2 separate regions of the Zea mays genome follow, and region 1 is linked to region 2. The links are chromatin contacts, called in public Hi-C maps. All regions are on one chromosome and are shown on one strand. The core of a region is the stretch at or near the end of the contact, and the rest is flanking DNA. Distances in the headings are between cores, read along the strand shown. Region 1 holds the start of LOC100384725. Region 2 holds the start of LOC103627496.

What was found. A called contact is a pair of places that touch in the nucleus more often than the background predicts.
Region 1: a Hi-C map of leaf shows a contact between it and region 2, with 6 times the contacts expected there. The contact joins the promoter of LOC100384725 here to the promoter of LOC103627496 in region 2. A contact is called at or near these places in 11 of 25 Hi-C or Micro-C datasets (bundle sheath, ear, endosperm and 4 more).

What each region holds. Positions count from the first base shown.
Region 1 is chr5:195,702,543-195,708,617 of Zm-B73-REFERENCE-NAM-5.0, forward strand. LOC100384725 reads left to right here and starts at 2,587. Exons shown (of 1, transcript NM_001177195.1): 1 at 2,587-3,877. The coding sequence starts at 2,713. The coding sequence ends at 3,702.
Region 2 is chr5:195,465,384-195,471,238 of Zm-B73-REFERENCE-NAM-5.0, forward strand. LOC103627496 reads right to left here and starts at 3,660. Exons shown (of 3, transcript XM_008647784.4): 1 at 2,787-3,660; 2 at 2,523-2,674; 3 at 1,191-2,378. The coding sequence starts at 3,276. The coding sequence ends at 1,371. It overlaps LOC100381623, which reads left to right. Exons shown (of 9, transcript NM_001174440.1): 9 at 131-386. The coding sequence ends at 214.

The DNA of each region.
Region 1 (6,075 bases), core at 1,337-3,836, 240 kb after region 2:
GGGCGGTCGTTTGCGGCGGTCGCGGAATGTGCGGGATTGCGGTGGGGTCGCGGACGTACGGACTGCGGCGGGCGGGCGGAAGGAGGCGGGGCGGGCGGGCGGAAGGAGGCGGGGGCAGTCTACAAACGAGACTTAATAGTTAGTAGAGATATAAATTGAATTTAAACTAGTTTATCTCAAAATATATATTTAAATAAGTCGTAACTCGTAAATGAACAAATACATAGAAATAAGGAATGGCCTCATGACAGAGTGAATATGTACGGCAGCTAGTAGGGGCACTACACTTACACTACTACTACATCCTTGGAGAGGCTGGCCATGGCTCTGGCAGAAACAAGTGTTGGTACCTTCTGATGCGTTGATGCCGGTGGCAAGTGTGCATTATATGCGTGTGTGTACAAGCGGAGGCGCGACCATGCAAGGGCTGCGCGCTGATGTACGTGGGAAACAATAATAACAGCGCCACCCGATACGTGTCCGAAAGCGATCAGCAGAGTGACAACCGACAAGCAGGCACAGCCCTTTTCGCCACCGTACGGTGTCACTGTGCCGGCAGCTGTTTGGTACCGCCCTATCCGGCTACCCGTGTCACGTCCCATGAGAACCCGTGACTGGCGCCCCTGGCCTACGCGTTATACAAAGCCGAGACTGCCTGCCGGTGCCGGCCTGTGCGCCGCACCGTCGTCCCAATTAATCGTGGGCTAGCAGCACAGCAGAAGCACCCATCCATCAGGGTCAAGGCTCTCCGGCTCCCGGCCCCTGTCACTTCCGCTGCAGAAGGAATACAACGGTGACGATTGACGAACGAAGGGAGCTCGATAGATGAGACGTAACGGAGAAGATCCTCATCCAGCGTTCATGTCCTATCTTCTATGTACTGCATTGCTTCGTTCATAACAGAACGTCGTCCGTGCATGCACAGAGAACTATCGTAGCGTCTATTCAATCCCGCACGCGCGTACATGTATGCATGCTTTCTAGCATATCGGATGTGGTGTACTCGTGTACCGATGTGCGTACAACCCGGGAAAAAAACCTTATCTTCCACGAGCAAAAAATCAAACTTGCCATTGCCAAACTCTCCATGTACCAGACCAGCGTTATCAGAACCTTGTGGCTGGATATATCTCTATCGATCGTGTGACACACACTGAGCAGATGCAGACATGCAGTACAGCTTTTATGTTATGTGTTTATTTGCCAGCGTTTGCCGCGTCTCATCCTACGTATGTATCTTTCTGTCACAGTTACGACTACACGAGTTAGTATAACGTGCGCCCAGTCGGCCATCCATCAACACCGGCAGGCAGCAGCAGACCCATCGATCGCCGTCCGCCTTAACTGAGAGTCTAGCTCAAGCTACAGGTGCCGCTGCTGTTCACGGTGGAGCCGCTCATCCCAAGGTCAGAAGGGGAGGAGGGGCCGGCAGCTCGATCGGGCCGACTTGCCGAGACAGCGCCAGCGCCAGCGCAGCTACCTGCCTACCTCGGTGGTTTAGTCGCAGGACCAGGCCAGGTCCGCTGGATCTGCGGCGTCCAGCGGCGGAGCCTGACGTCAAACGAAAGGGCCGGGGGCGGCAAAACGCAATGGACGTGATCGATAATGGACGAACTGATGCACTCTTACAACGAAAGGGCCGGGGGCGGCAAAACATGATCTATAGTTACAAGTAACTACACATGTGAGCTAGCACTCTTACAGCGGTAGCGACCAACCTCGAATGAAGAAACGCCCAAAACAAAAGTTATAGTTTTAAAAATGTTATTCATCTTCGTAGTCGATAGCCTTTTCATTTAAACCCATCTATTCAACTAAATAAATCATGTTTGATCTCTCACACTGTTTGAAATTTGATTTTTTTTTTCAAACTATCTCGAATAAAAAACCAACTAAAATAAAAGTTGTATATCTTAAAAAATTATATAACTTTATAGGCAGATATTTTATTTGAAATAATCCATCCAAGAAAAAAATGATTGAATTTTCTCACATCTAAAATTCAAATTCTTCAAACGACCACGATGGAAAAATAACCAAAAGGAAACTATAGATCTCATAAAGTAAAAAAAACTTTATTTTAAAACAAAATAAACATGAAATGGTTAAGAGTTAAGACGAATATCCTGAATGGACATAATTGTCTTATGATTGTAGTGGTTAGAGGACATAAGTGTCTTTATGAGTGTCATAAAAATATTAACTAGGTAAGTCATTTTTTTTTGTTTTTAACGGCACAGGTATTTCATTGAGTGTTCCACGACAAAGGTACTCAAGTGTTAAGTCGTTTACCGAATGGCACTTTTGTACGTATAGGCATAAATCGTTTACCTGTTTGTACAGCGATGTCGTGATAGATAACCCTCACTCCATTTTTAGCTGGTTCGTTACACGAATTTGTTAGGTAATTGCCGTATTCCTCACAGCGGGCCCATGCGTCTCGTCAATAAATTATATGGAGCTCGTACTAATCGTCCTCTTCCGGTCTGCTCTTATTGCTAAACCTGGAAACCTGAAGAACAAAAAAAAGTTCTCCCCTCACGCCTATATAAGTACGCCGGCCCAGCTCGACCCCTCCACCCCGCAGTCTGCAGTCGCGCACGCATCCAAACTCCCGAGTCCTCTTGTGTGTCGCGACCTCCACTTCAGCTCCACACACCCCGCCCGCGAGGCTGCGAGCTAACACAAACCCCACACGGCCACACCTGAACCATGGACTTCAGCGGTGAAATCGACGACTTCTCCCTGCAGCTCATCCGCGAGCAGCTTCTCGGCGGCGAGGCTAGCCTCCCCATCGTTACTAACGCCGCGGCGTACTCTGCTTCGGTCGTTCACCATCCCACGCAGGCGGAGTTCCACCAGCCCGCGGCGTTCTTGCCGCAGCCGTCGCATGTTGCGTACGTGGACTTGACGAACGAGTACGCCGCGGACGCCACTGTCGCCTCGGCCGGCGGCGAGGCGGCCTTCCGGGCGGAGCCGGTGATGATCCGGTTCGGGGGTGAGCCTTCGCCGGTGTCCGACCCCAGCCGGAGGCCGCTGCTCACGATCTCTCTGCCTCCGGCCTCGCACGCTTGGGGCCCGGCGGCCGTGCCGCTGGAGGCACCTGGCGCGGCGGCCCTGGACGCGAACGACTTCCGCAAGTACCGCGGCGTGCGGCAGCGGCCGTGGGGCAAGTTCGCGGCGGAGATCCGCGACCCCAAGAAGCGGGGCTCCCGCGTGTGGCTCGGCACCTACGACACCGCCATCGAGGCCGCGCGCGCCTACGACCGCGCCGCGTTCCGCATGCGCGGCGCCAAGGCCATCCTCAACTTCCCTAACGAGGTAGGCACCCGCGGCGCGGACTTCCTCGCGCCGCCGCCGCCGCCGCCGCAAGCCGCGGCAACGTCCCAGAACAAACGGAAGCTGATGCACGACGCCGAGGCCACGGCCACGGCCGGGGCCGGAGCCGGAGCCGAGCCAGCCAAGTCCGTCAAGGCCGAGGCGTCCGGGTCGCCGGCGTCGTCGCTGTCTCCCGCGACAACGACCACCCCGGCCTCGACGGTGACGACGTGCTCTCCTTCGTCGGACGCTGGAGCCGGCCACGAGATGTTTCCCGTGACGCCGTCGAGCTGGACGTGGGAGCAGCTGGAGGGCGTGTTCGGGATCCTGTCGCCGCTCTCGCCACACCCGCAGCTCGGCTTCCCGGAGGTCACCGTTAACTAAGGGGACATCGGTCAGTAAGCATCAATAGGTGTAAAGACGTTAATAATTGTTAGCGGTTTCTAGTTATGGACGGACGGACCTGGCTTTGAACTCGTCTAGAGGATTTGACGTAGCTTTTGGAGCTGCATGTGTGTGTACAGAACGATAAGAAAAAGGAGGCGATAGAATATTTATTAGGGTATATGTATATGTGTCGGTGAAATCTGAACTACACATGTCGACATAGATCGATGGCATAGATATACTGGGGTAATTATATGATCAGAAATGGTGGTACATACGTATATAAGGTGTTTGATTATGTGAACTTTTTGTACATTAAGTAAATAAAGGACTGTACATGCTTATGTAATACAGTATAGCTATATGTTTCTGAATCATATCGCCAATTCGCCATATTTAATTAATCATGTTGCTTTTTGCATTTTCTGGTGCCATATATTTGATCAACACGTTGATAGTAGATGCATGCTACAAAACGCCAGCTAATAAGTACCTCAAGTGCGCAAATGTGAGATGGAACTAGACCAAGGAATGTGTGGTGTTCACAGACGGCGGCTTTATTAGCTTAACTTACAACTATGCTGCTGTTCAATTCACATATTTGTAATGTTAATGGTAACAAAATCATGTTTGGTTAAGTCCAACCGTAATCAGATAACACACTAAAAACTGATATCGTCTTATTCAAACTCATTACCACTAGTAATCAAGTGTGAATCATTATCATTACCAATTAAATTATATTTTGTAAACCAAATGGCACGTATTTGGGCTTGGTTCTATTTTGAGATTTTCCAGAGACTTGCAGTCATTTTTACCCGTCTGAACACTAGCCCATTTGCCACGAGATGTTTACGTTAGAATGCAAAAACATTTGATTGATGGCCCGATGCTCTATCAGAGCAACCATTATATGTAAGCCTTGTAAACAACAGATCCTTGTATAGTTAGTTGTATGCAGAGCAATACAAATAAAGACTTGCATTACTAGCTAGTAAAGTACTAGACGTCTATACCATACCAGAGGCACACACAGAACAGAGACGGTCTGCGTCTGAGTTGTCTCAAAACCCTAAACACACAGAAGATCCATCTATATGTCTGCTCAGCTAATTAGTTGTCTCGACTTCTAACAACAAACGCCGCATCTTTTCGTCTTAATAACCAAGCGTACGTAGACTTGAGAAGTTTAGATTAGATAAGGCGCACGTATGCATGAGCTCTAGCGGTGAATGTCAATCGTCAACTACTGCAATAATTACGTTGCGTGGTCTCATCATCAGAACAGAATCTGCAGTTGGCAGGCATAGAAACTAGTAGAGTTTACCGCCACTTACGGACCCACATGGCTGCTTGCGGTCGAGCTAGCAGGAAAACAATCTACATTGGTAATCTCGTCCGGATCTCCTTATGGATCAGACTAGACGTACGATAGACTGTTTGTTCTACAGTTCCGAACCTATATAATTTTGTGTCTAAGCAAGGAGTGCCTTCCGTGCGTGGTTTCGCTTTCGGGCCGGCCGGTAAATCAGTCGTCGCGCCGCATGTTCAGCAAGCAAGCTCAAATCGCAGAATGGATCAAAGCTAGGCAGGCAGTGAATGGAATGCGTCTCTCCTTGGATCGCCGGTTAGAATTTTAAGACGGGTTTAAGACATCTGCGTTCAACGGAGAGACAAACGGCTTCCGTACGTCAGCAGTTCTCGTTAAGGAGAGAAATGAATGTCTAGTGTCATCAGAGACCGTGAGAGTCACACCGTTGAGATGGCGAGAAGTCTAAACTAATAGTACTAAAAAGGGATTTTTTAATCTCTCGGTTAATTCATGACGCAGTCTACGCGCGCGGTGACGAAAACCCGTTTAAAATTTCAGCTTCGAATGCTTGCCGTGTCATAGTAATTGCGTTCTGAACGGTATTTTTGGCTGATGGCGCTCGGATATCTTCCCTAATTAAACTCTACTACACGTAGTACACCAGTAGCAACATGGTCCACAAAATGGCAGACACTCTGGCTCTAAATGTATCATGGAGCGCAGCCAAACATGCGCCACAAAAAAAACCCTACCCTACAACCCTGTCAGTCTCGTAGACGACGATCGAGGGGCAATTCCATTCCATTCCACGAAAGAAAGCTGTATAGATGCTACGTCTTTTAAAGCATCTGTAAATTAAAACAAGCGGGCGTACGCAGCACGTCCAGCTAGGCCAAGATACGGCCTAGCATAGCAGGTCGCTGCTGGTGCTGGACGATGCAGGTGAAATGAAAAGCCGCAAAAACTTACTCGTCTCGGGTTTACGAAAGCGCAAAGCAAGTGGCGTCAACGAGCGAGGAAGTTTGGCATCCCGAGGTCAGCCGGCCGGTCGCGGGTCA
Region 2 (5,855 bases), core at 2,410-4,909:
GCTTTGAGTATCCTCTTGTCTTGCCTAATTCAACATGTGTACCGATGTATCTTTAATATATTATTTTGTTTTCCTTTTTTTGGTTGTCCTAGAAGTGCGATCTGATTATCTGCTTTAATTCTGTCTACAGGATGCTGCAGAAGTCATCAAAGCTAGAATTGCGGAGAACCCTAACTCGATGAACTTCAATGTCATGGCCCTTTCAAAGAAGTGAAGTATACTGTGATGGGTGGATTTCATTTGGCAGAATACGGGTCCCTTTTCTTTTCAGTTCTGCTGAGTACTGCACCGAGTGGAAGGTTTGCACAGGGAAACAAAGATAGGGAAAAATGTTGACTCGATGTATTATCGTGCCTTCTTGATGGATAGAGAAATGGTGGTTCACGATTTCACCTTTTTCCTGCTTACTTATAGCATCTCCAAGAGACTAGCTAAATAGTTTGTCAAGCTAAATTTTAGCTACTTAATAACATAATAACTCTCCAACAGAGTAGCTATTTAACTCGCTAAGCTATCTGGCTCTCTAAATTAACTCCCTCACTAGTCAAATTTGGCTAGCAACTCTCGCTAGCCAAGCTAAATTGTATTTTGGAAAGTCTGTTGGAATGAGATGTTATATATATAGTTTAATATTTATGGAGAGACAAATAAAGAGTTAAATAGAAAGTCAAAAATAAAGAGTCTCTTGGAGATGTTCTTAGGCTATTCACCATGCTAAGTTTCATGATGGTTTCATGCACATTTAATAATGTGTTATATCATCATTTTAGACGACATGGCATAGTATTTAAGATAAATAAGTTTCATAGATAAAATTAGTTTTATAGGGATGAAATCATGTCAACTCGTTTAAAGGTATTGAAAATCGTGTGTAATCTCCATTGAGATTGATTTGTTTTATCTTTACATATTTTACTTTTTCTATTGATTATTTAGTTGCAGCATTTAATTGGTATGTTGGTCTATGAAATAGTGAAATGAAATTTTGTATTGAGAGACATTGTTTCATTCTTAATTTCATGACACTACACTCCTTGATGATGTTACAATGTTAGAAAGAGAGTTATGAAATGCCCATTGGGATTAGCCTCAGTGGTTGTCGAATGAAGACTTTTGCATAGGATGAGTTTCTCTTTGTTTTATCTGAACGATTGCAGCTTCCTCCGCAAATTCTATGTTTTCCGTGCAAATGTATGCAGTTTTGTATGCATTGACAAAGGCTAACAACACAGCCAAAAACACTACGACAAGTCGATAATGTTGTCTTGTGCCTTATTCTACGTTCTCTATTTGTATTTTGTATTGTATGTATAGGTCCTGAAAACAAGAAAAACAAATTGCAAACGCAAGGAAGAACGAGCGGATATTAGCTACTCCTGCATGTTGGTGTTCTGCTGTGGAGCCCTGTACGCGGCCTCCAGCGAGTTCGCAAGCGACGCCGAGAACGCGGCCATCGACTGGAACACGGCAGGCAGCTTCCCCTGCACGGCCGTGACCGTGGCCGTCCTCGTGGCGTCTATGGCCTTGGCATGCCTCCGCATCTCGTCCTCCACCATCTTCCGGCAAGCCGCGATCTCGTCCCTGCGCTGCGCCACCTCGTTGCCCGCATCGTGCGCCTGCCTCCCCCAGTGCCACATCGACATGCCCCCGGGCAGGTACGAGTCGTAGTAGCTCTTCTCGACCTGCCGCAGCATCCGGGACTTGCGGTCCAGCTCGCGGGAGTACTGCCTCACGCGCCGCGCCACCCGCAGCTCGTCGCTCTGGAGCGCGTGGATCGCGCGGACCGCGCCCGCGAAGCTCTTGATCGACTTGAGCACGTCCACGCAGTGCACGCGGTCGAGCACCTTCCCCCACCGGTCGACGAACGCGGCGAGCTCCGCCGCCACGGGAGAGGCCTCGGCGGCGCCGTTGACCGGCGTCAGCGTCAGCTTGAGCCAGCCGTGGACGGCGTGGACGTAGTCGCGCTGGTGCTTCGCCATGTGCGCCATGGCCGCGGACCAGGCGTTCATGGCGGCCTCGAGCGCCCGCGTGGCCCGGTGGTGGATCTCGCTCGTGGGGTCCATGGACGTGCGGCTGCTCAGCCCGCGCAGCTGCTGCGCGAGCAGGCCCTGCGCCTCGTGGTGCTGCCGCATCGCCCGCCACATGTCGAGCACGGCGTGGCAGAGCTCCAGGAGCTGGCGCGCGAGGTGGGCGTCGCGGAGCTGGGAGATGGCGGAGGAGGTCGCGTCCACGGACTGGGAGGCCGTCTCCAGCTGCCCGCGCGCCCTGTCCCACGCCGCCTTGAGCTTCTGGATGTCGACGTCGATCTTCCGGCTGTACTCCTGGTCCCGCAGCTCAGCGAGCTTCTTGTCGTGCCTTATTTGCGATTTCTCTCTGGCCTGCGTGTGGTAACATCACGTTATTCCAGCGGTAACATCTAATCATGACAGCGGTAACACAAACTATATACCATCGTGACTGCTTTTAGCAATTAGGTATATATATGTTGTCTCTTGTCAGTGTCTTTAATTTTGTTCGATCACCTTGACTTCCTTGTAGAGCTTCTTCTCCCATGCCAGGAGCTGCTGCAAGGTGGCGCTGTGCCTCTGCCGGCTGCTCATGCTGTCGATGCGGTCGAGCGTTGGCGCCGAAAGGCAGCAGAGCGCGCCCAAGAAGCTGTGTGAGGCTGAGGCACCTGCGAGCAAATTCAGCTGGCCAGTCAGTGAGACATCACACACCACACGCGTCTTCTCATCTCATTGGCCAGTCAGTGTGTATTGTGAGTCTGTGACGCCGCGGCGGCTTACCGTTGAACTCGGTGGTACTGGCCTCAAACAGGGCCGACACCGTGTCTCCGGCGACGCTGGCCTTGACAAAGTACTCCTCCAGCCCCGCCGCGACCTCCGCGAGGCTCCGGTGCCTCACCACCATCCTCGTCTCCTCAAAAACAGCGCCGACGTCAGCAGGAACGGCGCCGCCCCGCCGCGCCTCGGGCTGCGGTTGTTGGTCGATGGCGCGGAGCAACGGCGGAGGCGAGGACGGGACGACGACCGGGCGGTGCGCGATCACGGCGGGCGGGGTGTGGTCGGACACCGGGAGCGGCTCGCCGACCGCGAAGCGCGTGAGCGCGGACGCGACGACGCCGAGCGACCGGAGGTACGCGGCGTGCGAGGCCGCGAGGTGCCGCCGCAGGCGCACGGCCTCCCGCGCGAGCCGCCGCCGCTCCCGGCACCGCTTCGTGTGCTCGCGCGCCGCCGCGCGGGCAGCGTCCCCTTCCCGCGACGAGGCAGCTCCCATTCTCGCTTCGAGACTAATAAGTCGCAAACTTCAAGCTAGGTAGCTAGCGACGACCTAGCGTATGTAGGTAGGGAGGGTCGCGGCTGGAGCTGGATTGCGAGGCGAGCAGTGGAGATAGAGAAGTTGCCTGCGCGCCGAGCTGGTTTAGGAGGGTTTAGTAGCATTCGAGGGAGTGATACGTACTTATTATCGGCGTCGATCATCTTGATGGCGCGTTTGCTATGAACACGCCCCGAAGAGGGTAGAAAGGAGGACGTGGAAGAGGAGAAAGGCGATTGACGGGATCAGCGAAGACGGGAGGTGGTGGGAAAAGGGAGGAGCATCGCATCGGACGTATTCAGATGGAGGTTACGCGTATCCCAAATCCATCCGCGTACTCTCTGCTGCTTTGCTGAGCGTCAAGTGTACAGCTGCATGAGCTGTGTGTTGCGGTGTGGATGATGTTGTAAGCTGCCGACTCGTGTCAGTACGCGCGAGCACTCTGTGCAAGTAAAAGCTGTACGTATGGTCTCCTTACAAAAAAAAAGTTGTACTGTATGATATAACATTGTAAACAGTTCATTATCACCGTCAAAATTGATCACCACTCCTATGGGCTAAGGCCTAAGGCTGGCTCGATAAACCGTTCTGTACTCTAAATTTAGGATTCAGAGTGGTACTCTAGGTGCCCAGCAAGGCACTCTAAATAACACTCTAAATTTTAGAGGATGCCACACGCACTCTAGATGTAGAGACTTCCAAGCGTCTGCTATCCGGGCGAGGGTTCGGGCTCCCGTGGTGGTGAAAAATCCGGACGCTCTGTTGTCCCGTCGCTGGCGACTTTGATCCATCTCGGCGAGGGGGCCTCGCGGCGCGGCTCGTCGGCGGAGCCGGCCAAGCTGGGCTCCAAGAGGCCGTGCGCGAGCGGGTCCAGCGGCGGACCGCTTTCGATGGCTGGAGGCAAGGAGGTGGCCGGCGATGAGACAAAGATCCAAGACTCGGGTGCAACCGTCGGTGTTCGTCGACGTCGAACCGCCATCGCGAAGAGGCTGAGAAGATCCACGGCGCCGACGAAGGAAGGTGCGGAGAAACGCAAGCGCAACTCCTCGCTGCCATCGACATCGTCTTCCATTCGGTCGGGTGCTCCAGATCCAAAGAGAACAAGGTACAAAGCTTCGGTTGTCAACATTGCAGATCCATTCTCCTTTGTATGGTTCTCGTACTTCATATGCTGCAAATCGTCCAGATCTAGGGTTTAGGGTTCAGGCAACATTCAATCGATGGTTCTAGGATTCCTTGACCCCTAGGTTTTCTGTTGATAATTGATGTTGAAATTAAGAAAATTGCATTCTGCTAGAAGCTTTGTTGTTGTAGGAATCAATGTGTATTCAAAAATACATGGCGAGTGGTATTTGACACACTGAATCATGGCCACTAGTGATAACACCAGTTGTTTGGCACAACAATATTGAGTAATCTTCATCAATATTTGAACTGCCTATTGCCAATAGTAGCTGGTTCCGAGTATATTTACCATCAATTTAGCAACTAGGCCACGGTATACATAAAATTTTCAGGTACGTATATTAACAGAACCATATGTTTTATGTAGACCATGGATTCAGAGAACACAAAGCTCCGAAGAGCACTCGCTCATTTAATCAAAGTAGTGGAGCAGCGTTGTGCCGACATCGTCGATGTCGTCCACGGTGCCTTCCAACCAGTTAGCACACCAATCCTCAATGAAATGAATCGTGCTTTAGTTCAGATCGAGGACCTCGCGAAGGACCTTGATCACCTTGCACTGGAAAAAAGACTGGGAGATGGAGCACATGGCCCCTTCACCAATTGCTGAATCATCAAAAACAGAGGATGAGCTTCTGATTGACTATGATTCAGAGTTGAACACTAATAATATTGTCTGCTACGACGACGGACGTGACTACTCCACCGACGACACCTATCCCTACTAGATTACCATGCACCTAAGGAAGTAGTGTATGTGTTAGGTTTATGTAAGTCGTACTAGTCTTTTGTATGTGAACCAAGGTTTTAAAGTCGTCCGACTAATCGCGATTAATCACGATTAGTCAGCCTTATCGCTAGAGGGAGCTCGATTAGGGTCTCCGACTCGACTAGAGCGACTAGGAAGCGATAGTCGTCCTAGTCGCCGACTAATCGCGATTAGTCATCCGACTAGGTATAGTGGTCGATTAGTTTTGTCTGTTTTGGGCCACTAATCTGGTCTCTGTTACATGGGCCGGCCCACCATCTGTACAACACAAATACTGTTTTGCCCTACTTGTACCAATACAATACACGCATTACGTAGTGCATGGTCGCGCGTGCACCCTTCTCTAGCGCCGCCGCCCTCCTCCCTTGTCACCCTGCTGTGCTCTGGCGACCCTCTGCTCGAGCGTCAGCTGTAGTCTGTAGAGCCCCCCCCCCTCCAGCGTTGTTTTGTAAAATATAAATAGCATATAGTATACGTATGTATGCAACACTATCTCTACTCTTCAAAACTTCCTCCACGATTTTACTAGACCCATTAGTTTCTGCCTTCCGCAGCTATCCTCCCGACCCACTAGGCCACTACGACA